Linked DNA regions of Rattus norvegicus: region 2 is linked to region 1. A link is a contact called in public Hi-C data. All regions are on one chromosome and are shown on one strand. The core of a region is the stretch at or near the end of the contact, and the rest is flanking DNA. Distances in the headings are between cores, read along the strand shown. Region 1 overlaps LOC102553018 (a long non-coding RNA gene). Region 2 has its middle 25 kb from the start of Bcl10.

Region 1 (6,925 bases), core at 2,719-5,218:
ATGCCTTCAAATTCTGAGAGGCAACCAAGGGTAATGTAAGAGCCTACATTGTTTTGGGACTTTCTTAGAGTCCTCTACCCAATAACTTGAAGAGAAGTTTCCCTTTGCCTAACACTAGGGTTTTTGTGACTTGTGATGTGTGTGAGCTTGTGTGTGTGTGTGTGTGTGTGTGTGAGCTTGTGTGTGTGTGTGTGTGTGTGTATGTATTCTTTCATATAAACTAATATGGCTCTTGGGAAGTGGCACAACTTCATCTAATATATTCGTGTGTGTGTGTGTGTGTGTGTGTGTGTGTGTATGTGTGTGTGTGTGTGTGTGTGTGCATGTTCTTGCCTATAAACTAATATGTTTCCCTGTGGCTTTTTCAGAGATCCTTAGTATTATCCCTCCCTCTCCCTCTGTGTTACAGTTCCTCCTCTTTCCTAGTTAGAAGTCCTCTCCCTCCCCATTATTTACTGCTCCACAGCACCCAAGTTATCCCCTTATTTAGGATCCATGCCATGGTCTCTTTTATACTTTCCTGGTTAGAAATCTTAATTTCTGGCAGAAGGAGTGTACTTGGTTGGTGAGAGGAGAGGGTGGTCTAGCAGTCTCTTTTAAGGTCCTAAGAGTAGGTACAGTTGAGTCAGGTTTTAAAATCTGGCATCAGTAAAGACGGATCACAAATCCATAAGACGATGACCTGGATGGTTAAAAATTCCATGCTCTTTGTATTTTCCTCCACACACTCGGCGTTTCTTCTCAACGGAAAAGTACAAATATTGGGATAAGAACGTTTAACTGACAGAAACAAGAAACTCCAAATGCTAATCCTGCCTAAAGGGCAGAATTTAATTCTGTTCTAAACTACTGTGTGTTGGATTAAGAGGAGTGGTTAGCCAAACATTTGAGAACAAGCAATTATGGCTGCGTCTCCCTAGCACATGCTTGCCTTTCACACTGTTTATAACTCAGGCCCGCGGTGGAGAAAGAAAATGCTGTCTGAAACATTCTAGTCAGCCGCGAGTTTTTCATACTGACCTTTTTATTTTTTTTTTAAATTACCATCAAAGAAAGGTTTTGATTCCCGTGGTCTTGCCTTGGATACCAGTAAGACAGTTTCTCTCTGTTATAGGACACATAAATCACATCTCTAACCTGTTTTGTTTTCTTGTTGTTTAGGTTTTTGTTTTTTGTGACTGTGCGTTTCCTGCCAAATCTCCATCATCTAAATGTGGAGGTGAATAGTCCCTGTGTTTAAAGTGGGGATGGATGGGGGAAGGGCAGATTTTACTTATTCAGCAAATGTTAATGAGATACTGTGCCTAGAACTGGGCCGGGCTGTCAGGACATAGGGATTGAAACAGGTTTCTCCCACTTGATGAGCTCGTGGTACAGTGGTGGGGGACAACTATCACAGCCCTTACTACTCAGTACAATAACATCCTACCGGAGACAAGCGCAGCATTGCAGGAATACAGATGTGTGCTCCGGACAGTCAGGGATGGCCTCTGGGTGTCTTTGAAGGCACGCCTCAAAGGATCCATGGATATCAAGCAAATTAGAGGGTAAGGAAGTTCACAGCCAAGAGAACAACTTGAGAGAGGCCAGATCATGAAATCAAAAGAGAGAACACCAGTAGGTCAGGGTCATGGTGACAGATGCTGCGGGGACCGTTACTGTTTAACGTGGCCATCACTGACGTGATGCTCAGGAGTGGGTGCCTTGTGCCTTTCCATCCTCACCCTGCTGACTGTGGAGATGAGGAGACAGCTATCCAACCAGGACCGGCAATCTGCTATTCATTCAATACACATATACCAAACACTCAGGCTGCACAAACCAGCGTTAAGATTAAGGGGTACACTAGATCTGCCTAGCAGCTTCGTTTGTCCAGAGAGACACAGAGTGTGTGAGTATTGGGGGGAGAAGAGGCAGAAGCTGAAGGTCCTTCAAGGAAACAGAATGAGAATCAGGAACATCATCTCGATGCTCTCTGCACACCCCTGTGGTCTGGGTCTCCATGGGTTCTCCCAGGCTGCAGTGGAGTTGAAAGGATAGAGAACTCTGTCTCTCAGTTTAAGAAGGAGAAACTTGGGCTGGAGGGATGGCTCAATGGTTAAGAGCACTGGCTGCTCTTCCAAAGGTCATGAGTTCAATTCCCAGCAACCACATGGTGGCTCACAACCATCTGTAATTAGATCTGATGCCCTCCTCTGGTGTGTCAAAGACAGTGTGTTCATATACATGAAATAAATAAATAAATCTTAAAAAAAAAAAAAAAGGAGAAACTTGCTGGAGACGCCAGCCTTGTCTCTGAAGCATTTGACTCAACCCTGCTCATGCAGCCTGCAGGTTCTCTTCCTTTCCTGTCAGTGGCAGGAAGACTGCATTAGGGGCTGGGGATGAGGCTTGCTTAGTAGAATGTGTGCTTAGCACGCATGAAATCCTGGGTTCAGACCTCAGTCCTGTGTAGACCCAGCGATGGGGGCATACACTTGTAATCTTAGCCCTCTCGAGTTAGAAGTAGGAGAATGTCTAGACAGGCAGTTCAAGGCCAGCCTGGGCTACACAAGATCTGGTTTTAAAATAAAACACACATACCAAAAAGAAAAAAAAAAGGCACAAAAAAGAAACCAATTTTTTTTTCTACTGAGCACTCCATCTGCCCATGTAGCAGAACGACCTTCCCTGAGTAACAGTTCAGCTCTTAAGCGATTGCTTAAGGATGAACAACTTCCTACCCATTAGGCCTGAGTGTCCCCTCTCCCACTTCACCATTCCAAACCCATGCTTCCCTGAATGCTCCCCTTCCTACACACTTCGCTGCACGCACTGGGTTCCTGTTCCTAATTATCAGTTGTGTAATTTATTGATAAAGCCAAATATGAGTAAGAGGGGAGGGGTCTAATTAGACATGGAGCACTCAGTGTCCCAACAAGAAAAATTCCAAGGCTTCGAAAACAGAAAGTCGGCTGTGTGCCAATTTTCTTCCTGACGTTTCTTCAGTTAACGGAAGAGATCAGTGGGGTTCCTCAGGAATCAGGCGATGCCATCTGATCCAGAGACCTGACACTTGTGGAGAGAAGCCATCATTCAGAACCAAAATGTGTTCCGCACACAGGAAGGATGGTGTGTTCTGAGGTTAAAAACTACAGAGAAATTGTAGTAAGAACGGAAAGAAACATGAAGCCAGCTACCGAGAGAGGGGATGTGGCAGTCTATGGGCCTCTCTGGAAAGGGTGCGGCCATTTTTTATTTAATGGGACTCATGAGCTAAAGAGCTCGTTTGTCTGACCCTGAAGACTCAAGTTTGATTGTGGGAAAGAGGCAACTAAGTTACAGCTTTGGGAAGAGAGTGGACACATTGGTTCTTGCAAACTCTCCTAAGTGTGGGATTATGAACAGTTGCCACTGGATCTGGCTTAAATTTACCCTTAGATAGAAACAAAACCATTCTTTTTTTTTAAATGGTGGAGAAACCATTCTGAAGATGCCTTCCCTGCCTAGGTATCCTAACATATTTCTAAGTTGACCACCTGCTCAAAGTCAACTGACAGGATATGCTCTCCATCTTATAGGAAAAAAAATCCAAGGTCAGTGGGTTGAAGTCTTTGAAAATGACAGGACCCAAAACTCAGTGGTGAGTGTCATTGAGTTGTCAGGTGAAATTGAGCACACCATTTAGCCTGTCCTCTGGTTATCATATCATACAACTAAAATGATGTTCTGAGATGCATGTGTACCTACATGTGCACATGCGTACATGCATGCACACACACACACACACACTCACGCACGCACGCACACACATGCGCGCCACACCCTACTCTGTATCAGAGGCAACAGAGAACCAGTCAGAAGGTTCTTAGATCTGCAGGAAATGGCAGTGAAGACACAGCTCCTGGGTGATGGCATAACAGGTCGCTATTTATAGCCCACCATGCATCCACTGGTGTGCACTAGGGTCGTTGGCTGCCAGAGAACAATTTTAGGGAATGAGCTTCCTGGTGAGCTCACAGCTTAGCCCTGCCTGTGTCACTATCTTGAGTCAGCAGCAGATAATTCTGTGCAGAATGAGCTAATTTTAGCCGTCTGTGGGATCTTTGTAAACACTCCGTAGTGACTCTTTCAGAAGTCAGTGAGAAGCAGCTATCTCTGCCTTATTTTCAGCCCCAGTAATCTACCAGGGATCTTTAGAGGTGACGTGTTCTTACAGGAAATGCCTAGGTAAGGGCCAGTGTTTCAGACAGAGGACATTTAGCATTCTCCCATTGATCCCAAAGTCAGAAGGGTTAATGGGTCCAGAAAGTCCTGTTTACCTTCATGTAGCTTTCTGTCATCTTTGACACTTTTTTTTCCCTGTCATCATTTGAATGTCATCTCAGGGACCCTCACTGAGCAGAGGCAAGAAGGGGGAAGGGTGAGTCCTGGAGCAAGTAGCTTCCCCCAGCCTCAACCCCACTCCCCACTCCCCACCACACACCATGCACACTCATGCTATCCATTTGGAGTATGAAATGATGGCTCGTTCCTGAGTCACACCCCTCTTTCGGAGATGCACCCCTGGGCTTAGCGTTACATTTCCTCCTTCAGTCAGTCACTTGATGCAGATACTCCAGGGTCTCATGAGTCTCTGGGGGAAGAGTAGGGCCAGATGAGACCACACCCATCAGAGCTCACAGCTGCTGATGACTTGTCACAGCCTGCACAATTGACCAAGAATTCTATTTTGTGGAGTAAGAACCATAGGACTAATGTTCTCTGCTCTGTTTGGATCCTATTTAGGCTCTGGCCAACATCCAAAAGAGACAGAAAAGGACAAGGAAAAGTTGTATCTTTCTGAGTTGGTTGTAAGAAAGGTGGGCAGGCCAAGTGCTTGACCTGCTCAACTGGATGGTTTTAAGGGAGGAGATAGCTGCATAGGTAGACATAGGGATACATTCTGTTCTTTCCTGTAACACTGAGTCAGGAGGGCTGCCTTGCATTCGAGAGCAACCATGTAGCAAAACCTTACCTCAAAAAAAAAAAAAAGTGCAAACAGGGGCCGGGGAGATGCTAAGTTTCCATCCCTGGAACCCACAGAAAAGCGAAAAGAATTGCCCCTGCAAAGTTGCCCTCTGACCCGCAAATGTGCACAGTAGCACACCTTTGCCGGCACTTACACACACATATGCATGCAGGCACAAAAACATACAAAGCAAAAATAACTTTAGAAACATCTAAATATAGGATGTATTTGTGGAATAAATGTGGAAACCAAGCAACGGTGCTGAGTTTGGAAGAACCGAGAGGACAGACTCCAGGCCAGTGAACCTGAGCTTGGCAGAGAATAGCATCAACCAGGAGGAGAGGCATCTGGCTACTTGTGAAGGGAACTCTGTGGGGCTTATCTCTTTGCTGAAAGCCTTCAGCCCTGGAATGTCTGAAATCTATTCTGCCTGTCGGAAAAAGAGAATGAGGGCATCTCAGATGAATGCATAGGCGGCCAGGGAGGAGGCAGGGAGCACAAAAGATGTGGGAAGGAAGAAACTGAGACCAGGGTGAGAGGAAAATGATGCATTCGGTAATTATTTTTATACGGAAGGCAGCTAATATGGATTGCAGTGTACACTTTGTATTTCTTGAATTCTTTAAAAGTCTCTTTAGGACTCTTGTTGGGGGCAAGATTTTGCTAAAGGAAACTTCATTTAAACGCCTGTTTCCAAAGAAAACACACACCATACCAAGACACACACCCTGTGTGTAGCCTCACTGTATTGCTGGGAACTCGACCTCCCTTGTGGATCCTCTTAACTGAGGATCCCAGTGTCCTCAGCTCCCCTGTAAAACTGAGTCTCTCCGGTTCTGGACTGAGTACAGCGAGCCTTTCAGAGCAAGGCACAGGAGGCCACCCTTGGCTGTCTGCTAATGCAAGGCTTGTGCGGCGGTCCCTGTGAACCATGTGGGCAGTGTTCTCTCTGAGGAGCCTAAGAAACCGACCTTTTGAGGAACGCAGTGTTAAGGAATGTCTGGAATGTCTTTAGCCCCAAGAGTTTCCTGGAAACCTGTATGGTCCCCAGTGAAGAATGGGTAAAGCAGTGTTACAGAGTTAAGCAAGACTGGTTCAGATCAGAGAGAAGGAGGAAGTCATTAAGCTGGACGAGGCTGTCCCCTCTCAAGCATGAGAAGCAGGCTCGGAGTTTCTTTCTAGATTCCAACTCCATCTAACAAACCAACTCCTGTCACCCCAGGCTGACGAGAGGACCAGCACTAAATAACCTGCAACTGTTACAGAGAGCAACAACCAGTGATTATTTCTCTTTCTCTCTTCCTCACGATGCCCTTTGCAGTGTATGAATGAGTGAGCCGTTAAAATTCCAGCATATTCTGTGCTGTAATTCTGCAGGATTCACAACAGCTTTTTGTGGACTAGGGAAGTCATATTTCTAGTTACCTCATAAAGCTTTTACTATATTTAAAGGTTTCTAAAAGTTTATTTATAGCTAGGTGTCCGTTTATGTGTATAAGGGATATATTTGACTTGAATTCTTATGCCCGTGAGAGCTTGAAGACCGCTACCGCTCGACACAGTGATTTAGTAGACGCGGTCCACCTAGAGTCACAGCCATTGCATACTAAGGCCACTGACCGGATATTCTCCTTTTTTGGATGTTTCAAATTCTTTTGTCTGCATTCCATGGCGACTCACTGCAATTGGATGCACATGCAGATACCATTTAAATATCTATATAAAGGCATACTGTGTGTGAATACGTGTGGTAATGAAAATTCGTGAAATAAAATTTACCCTTACCTACTTGATGCGTTTTGATATTTTCCAATCTATCTTATTACTTCTTTTTATAGAGTATTCAGATGATCACAGTGACTCATTCTATTTCCCTGCCCATTGATAGGTCACAACTTGGAGTGTGAGAAACTCTGTTCTTCCCTAACTGAATGA
Region 2 (6,925 bases), core at 1,369-3,868, 200 kb before region 1:
AAGGTGGGGGGTGGGTGGATTTAAGAGATGGGAGAGATAGAAGAGAGAGGAGGAAGGAAGGAAGATGGAGGAAGAGAAAGATGATCCAGATTCCACATGGCTTTAAATAGCCATGGGTAGCTATGAATATTTTATAAGGAATGGATGATTACAGAACAATTTGTCTTATCTAGGTGGGCAGTTTATATCAGTATCAGTTGGCTCTGAGTTCATTGTGTGGACATTTTGTGGGGTGAGAATTTACTGATATAAATCTGATTGATAGATCACAAGCCTTTAGAATTTTGATTTTACTGGCTTATGGGAATTTGTGACTGCTCACCACAGAGGCGTGGACGGCTGGGTGTAGCAAGAGAGCCTCGAGATGGGTGGTCTATACACGGGTGCTTGGAGGCCAAGAAGGTGGCGAGACTGCCAGGGCCAGAGACGGTGCTAGTGTGGGATGGTGCTTTCTAAATGTTTCACGTAACACCTGACCTCCAGTCTCTCCTAAGCAGGGTAGCCGTGTTCCTGCTATCTCATTCTTTGAGGCACAGCTCATGTGTTTGGAGTCTTGGATCTTAGCTGGTGGAGATGTTTTAGGCAGCTGTGAAGCCTTTGAGAAGTAGGGCCTGCCTGGAAGAAGTGGGTCGCCGAGGGGAATGGGCCTGAGGTTTGTAGTCCAGCCCAGTTCTGGCTTCACTTCTCTCCCTCACTCCTTCTCCTCCTCCTCCCTCTCCCTTTCCCTGTCCCTCCCTCTTCCCTCTTCTCCCCCTGCCCCTCCTTGAATGCTGGTATGATATAGCCACCTCACTCTCTTGTTTCTACAGCCACAAGCCATGGCTATAAACATAAGCTAGACTCCCCATTCACGAGAAGCCATGATCCCCTCTCCTCCTCTTTCCTTTTCCTCCTCCATTCTTTTTCTTCAGTCTCTTTGGTGTTGTAACTATTTCGTGAGCACCGCCAGTCTAGGCATTTTGTGCATATGCCCCTGTCTAATTTCCATCCTATAGGTTGGCACTATATATCCATCTTACAAGTCTTGCCCAGTGTGTGCCTTCCTCTCTCAGGTTGTGAGACTCTTCCCAGATGATTCTAAATTGTGTTAAGCTGACAATTAGAGCTATGGCCAAGATCATGGGTAGCTTTGGTGCTCTACATGCCTTGAGAAAGCCCCAAGCCTATGCACATCCCGACAGCTTCCTGCCCTCCCCTGGTCCACTTGGTGCCACGTTTCTGGGTCTCACAGCAAAGCAGAGTCAAGGAAAGGCAAACAGCAGATTTCTCAGCTTCCTAGTAAAGCAGATTTCTTGCAGGTTAGTTCATTGGTGCTGGGGTCGGGCGCCCCAGTAGGTGGCAGCACTAGTCCCTTCCCACTTCTCCATGCCAAAAGATTCACCAAGAAAACAAACATATCACCACCAGAGGACGCCACAACAAAAGATTCACCGAGAAAGCAAGCGTATCACCACCAGAGGACGCCACAACTCCACAATTTTTTTTCCTGCAAAAAAAAAAAAAAAAAAAAAAAACTGACGTCTGCAAACAGTTCAGATTTCTTTTGTTTCTGGGGGGGGGGATCAAGGGTTGCCTATGGGAGTGGGGAACAGGTGGCGAGATATGTATTAATACGGAGAAGTGGAGATGAGAAGTGTAGCAAACACCCTGAAGGTGCCTTGCTGTGTCATTATTTGAAATTGTCAACTCTACTGGAACACTCGCTTTCAATGTCAAGCAGAAGACAGTGTGGAGGGTAAGGGCTGAGCTCCTGAACAGAACTGGATGACAGCCCCAGATCCATGCTCAGGAAATCTCTGGCTAACCATGAAGGCCAACGAGGCCTGGAACATTCTATGTAGACCAGGAAGGCTTCAAACTCAGAGAGATCTGCCTGTCTCTGCCCCTCCAGTGCTAGGATACAAGTACTGTGCTGATAAACCTGGTGGCTGGTCCCCAGTTTTTAGTTGTGATCCTAGCCTTTAACGGCTGAGCCATCTCTCCAGCCTATGGCCCCCAGTTTTTTGTTTTGTTTTGTTTTGTTTTCATCTACTCCATGGGGCATTTGTGAGAGTTAAAGGAAAGAGGTCATGTCCTGGTACCACGGAGCCACAAGGGTCTAGAAGAAAAGGAGGATCTGGCAGCGCTATGGCAATCAACTATTACTTCAACCTTAAAAAGCTGTCCTGTGTGCGTGTGTGCGGTGTGCATGCAAGTGTGTGCATGAGTACACGTGCATATGTGTGTGTACCAGAGCATGAGGTGTGTTAGGGCTGAGGTTAATCCTGGGAATTTTCCTCCATCATTTCCCACCTTATTCTCAGAGGGTGGGTCTCTGAGTTAAAGCCAGAGCTCACTGGTAGAGCATCTAGCGAGCCAGCTTACCCCATGTCGTAGGTAGTTCAATTGCCGCCCTGATGCAGCCCAGGGTCTTCTGGGAAGGGAGTCTCAGCTGAGGGAGCACCCACATCACACTGGCTTGTGGGAACGTCTGTGGGAGCTTGTCTTGATTGCTAGTTGACGTAGGGGAGCCCAGCCGACTGTGGTCCCTGGTTGTGTAAGAGAGCTCGGTAAGTATGAACCCCCGAGGGAGCCAGCAAGCAGTGTTCCCTCGTGGTTTCTTGCTTGGCTTCCTGGCCTGACTTTGCTCCATGACTGACTGTGACCTAGAAGTGTGAGTCAAATAAATTCTTTCCTCTTCTAAGCTGCGGGTCTCAGTGCTTTATCGTGATAGCGGACGGGATATCAGACCACTCCATCAATCCCGTCTCTACCTTATGAGCGTGACCCACTGGGCGCTTACAGGAGTGCCGGGAACCCAGCTAGTGTTCTACCCACTGAGCCATCTCCACAGCATGTTTCCAGGGTTTTGCTTTATGTTGATCAAGAAGGCGCCAGCTGTGACCTGTGGTGGATTATGGTTCAGGCTGAAGAACCGGACTCGAGGAGGAGTCCATGTGTGTAGGGGGAGGGGTACGTTTTGGAGTAAGGGCAAGCCACGCCAAGGAAGTGCCACTAGAGAGCATGGTGTGGTGCCTGTCTTTCTTGTCTCTGTAAAGACACTGTAGGTGCACAGCCCTCAGGGACTCACTGGACCGAGCAGCTTGGTCCCAGGTCCCTCAGTTGTACCACTCTGAGCAAACTTCACTCTCATCTCCTTTTGCTGATCAGTGGCCACCCTGGCGGGATAGGCACAGCAAAGACCCACCTGTGATGCTGCATTTGAGAACCAAGATCCGGGCTCCCAGGTTGTCACAGGAATTTGGCATTCATGGTAAGTATATGCACTTGAGTTTTAGACAATGGAAAAGGAGTACTGTACTTTTTCTTTCTTTCTTTTCTTTCTTTCTCTCTCTCTCTTTCTTTCCCTTCCTTCCTTCCTTCTTCCCTTCCTTCCTTCCTTCTTTCCTTCCTTCCTTCTCTCCTTCCTTCCTTCCTTCCTTTCTTCCTTCCTTCCTTCCTTTCTCTATTTCTCTCTTTTTCTCTCTCTCTTTTTCTCTTCCTCTCAAGGGCTGCGACGGTAAGAGGCATTCCACGAGGGATCATTTACGCAGTCCAATTTTCAGGGTTGAGTTCTGTCAATGCATTTTAGCCACAGAAGAGAATGAATTCTAATTGGGGGGCTAGGGTAGTTTCAGGAATGGCAGCTTCTGAGCTGTGTGGTTGCAGGTGCTGGTGAAAAGCTGATTAATCCATTCAGGAAGTAAGAGGTTCCATTGTGCAGCAGCGCGCTGGGTACCAAACACTGATGGATAAGTCCTCCTACTTCACGGCCTCATACCCTTCGAGGTGTGAGCGGAGTGAGTGTTAATTAAGACTTAGTTTTGCTCTGTGGTGTGTGTGTGTGTGTGTGTGTGTGTGTGTGTGTTGTATGGGCACATGAATGTTTAGGTACATACATTTGCCCCCTGTGTGCGTGAAGACCAGAGGAGGACATCAGGTATCTGGCTCTTCTGCTCTCTCCTTTATTTCTTAGAGGTATAGTCTCTCTCTCTCTCTCTCTCTCTCTCTCTCTCTCTCTCTCTCTCTCTCTCTCTCTCAGCCTAGAGCTGGGCTAGCCAGCAAGCTAATTTGATCTTCCTCTGTTCTGCTTTCAAAGCATTATGGTTTCAGGTGTGAGTGTGGCTGTGCATAGCTTTATGTGAGTGTTTGAGATTCTACTTGAGGTCCTCATGCCTGTGTGGCCCGCGCTATTACCCACTGAGCCCTCTCTTCAGGTCTGACTTTTGACTCTAACCCACATCTAGTGAATGCAAAGTCGTGCCTCGCTGTGATTTAGCTGTCTTTTTAGTTTTGTTTATTTTACGTGTATGGATGTTTTGCTGACATGTATGTCTGTGCACTACGTGTGCCCCTGGTGCCTGAGGAGGTTAGAAGAGGGCACAGTGTTCCCTGGAGCCGGAGTTAAGGGTGGTTTTGAGCCACCATAGAAGTGGCGGGAATTGAACTCTGGTCCTCTCTGCAAGAACAAGTGCCCTTAAGAGCTGAGCTCTCCCCAGGTCCCACTGTGACTTTAGTTGGAACATCCTTGGTAACTAATGACACCAAACATCTGCCCCCATGGCCATTGGTTATTTATTTTTATCTATTCTCTGGAGAGGTAACCCTTCAACCTTTGAACTATTTTCAAACTGCCTTTTTATGATCAAGCCACAGGAGTTCTTTTTGTGTTGTAAATACATGTCCTTTTTTTCTGGTACACAGTTTGTAAATTCTTTCACTTAGTAAACTATCTTCACTTTCTTATCTGTTTCCTTTGAAGCACAAATGCTTTCAGTTTTAATATGCCAAATTTGTTTTTCTTTTGTTTGCTCATAGTTTCGGTGTCATAAGGATTTAACGACAAATCCAAGGTTGTGAAGGTTTCCTAGTAGGTTTTCGTCTAAGACATTTATTATCGTTATTGTTATTATCATTATTAGTAATAGTACTGTTGTTTCTGATACTGTTTCTATTGGATGCATGATCTCGTGTAAGCTATGCTAGCCTTGAACTTGCTATGGCATTTGTCACGACCTTGGACTTCTGATCCCCATGTTTCTGCCTCCCAAATGCTAGGATTAGAGGAATGTATCACTGTGCCCAGTTAGTACGGCTCTGTGACTCTAACCCCAGCGTTAGTGCATGCTAAGAAAGCACTGTTAAATGGCTGACCCACAACTCTCCCAAGAGTTTTACAGCCCTGGCATTAGAGTTCTGATCCGTTTTGAGTTAAGTTTTATCTGTGATGTGAAGGGGGAGGTTCTAGCTTTGCTCCTTTGCTTATGGGTATACATTTTTTCCTTTCCCTGTCCCACAGCTTTGACATTCCTGTTGAGGATAAGCTGACTGTAGGTGCCTGGGTTTCTTTCCAGGTCCTCATGTCAGTCATTAGTCAGTCTATAGTCTATCCTCATGCAATCCTTCACTGCATCGTCACTTCTGAAGTCTTAAAGTTGGGATACATGAGTCCTCCAACTCCACCCACCACTATTTTCAGTGACATCTCGACTGTTTCAGGCCCCTGGTGCTTTGTAGAAAGCAGTAAAACTTAAAGCTTGCAAGGGTGGAGAGATGGTTCAGGTGTTAAGAGCATGGGGCTCTTCCAGAGGACCTAGGTTCAATTCCCAGCACCCGCACAACAGGTCCACCCATTCTAATTCCAGAAGCTGTCTTTCCTTTTGTTCTTTGATTTCTTTTAAGAGTGTCATCCATTTTCAGAGAATGTCTCTCATCCTGACTTTAGAAGTTGATTTACATACCTGATTATTTTCTAGATGGGACCATCCTCTTAAGGGTGTTTGTCCATCCTAAGTGCAGAGAGATACCGTTGACTTATTTAAATGTTGATCCTGCGTCCTGAAATGCCGAGCTCAGTTACTAGTTTTGATCCTTTCCCATATGTTCCTGAGGGTTTTGCAGATCAGGATAATATGATCGGCTAGCAGAGGTGGTTTTTGGTGTTGTTCTCTCTATTGCAAATGAACTCAGTTGTTCTGTAGAAAAGACTCCAGCTCTTCTCGAGAGGCTCCTGCTAGACAAAATGTCGGAGCCATCCCTCTGGATGGGGTGGGCCAGAAGAACTGTTCGGTTCTCTCCAACACGTTTGCTTTGTTGCTGAGGACCACGTGCATACATCTTTAGCTTGCCTTCAGGGAGGGCGGGTTGTTCAGGCACGAGTCAGTGTTCTCATTGGAGCTGTCCTCTCAGAGAACAGCCTCCACCCCACAGGAAGGGGTTGGTTGAAGGAAGGAGAACCCTCATCTTCTGACCACACTTTCCCCTCAGCATCAGACGTGCTGGACCAGCATGAGTGACATTTATGTCTTGCCCGTCTTCTGGAAGGCAGATCTCACCTGGGGAGCTGCTGGATCCCAAGAGAGCCTCGTTCCTTACTCTGTCATCAAGTGGTACTGGGGTTCTGTCTCATGAACTGGGAGTGGGAAGAAAATGGCGTGGTGTTGGTTCAAATACCACACTTGCCTACCGACCTCATTCAATTAGCCTGCCTTTCCCCCTTTTCCCTTTCCTTCCCTCCCCCTCCCCTCTCTTCCTCCTCCTCCTCCTCTCTCTATTTTATGTTTTCCTCGTCTCCTCTCTCTCCCTTCTTTCCTATCTTCCTTCCCTCCATTCCATCCTGAAGGTCAAACCCAGGGCTGTATATGTGAGGCACGCACTGGAGAGCTGAAAGAAAAAAAAAAAAACACTCGCTCTATCAGTGAGTGCTGTTTCCTCTTGGAAGTCATTTCCATCAGTCCTTCCATCAGAAGCAGATTCTTACAATGCAGGCTCAGTGCAGATTGTTATCTGCTAGATGAAGGACCCGCGTGTATCTGACTGTGAGTCCAAGGCAATAGAGGGGCATGGGAAGCCACTAGGGTCTAATTATAGACTCCAGTGGCAATAGAGGAGCACCCTATCCTGGTGTTCATGCTGCCATTCCCAGGGCTGCCTCGGGAACAATCTC

Evidence for each region. Hi-C and Micro-C count contacts between places; a contact is called where the count stands out from the background.
Region 2: a contact with region 1 is called in a Hi-C map of the A7r5 cell line, with 4 times the contacts expected there. The contact joins two enhancer-like sites. A contact is called at or near these places in 5 of 12 Hi-C or Micro-C datasets (the A7r5 cell line, hepatocytes, kidney and 1 more).

What each region holds. Positions count from the first base shown.
Region 1 is chr2:237,276,509-237,283,433 of GRCr8, reverse strand. All of the region lies in intron 2 of LOC102553018 (a long non-coding RNA gene), which reads right to left. Among named protein-coding and RNA genes, the nearest start is that of Ddah1, 48 kb to the left of the region's middle. Within about 2 kb of position 3,968, at least 18 of the 93 cell types and tissues checked have an H3K27ac peak or open chromatin away from gene starts, as enhancers often do. A contact at or near this core is called in the A7r5 cell line, where this site is marked.
Region 2 is chr2:237,472,689-237,479,613 of GRCr8, reverse strand. No RefSeq gene overlaps it. Among named protein-coding and RNA genes, the nearest start is that of Bcl10, 25 kb to the left of the region's middle. Within about 2 kb of position 2,618, at least 5 of the 93 cell types and tissues checked have an H3K27ac peak or open chromatin away from gene starts, as enhancers often do. A contact at or near this core is called in the A7r5 cell line, where this site is marked.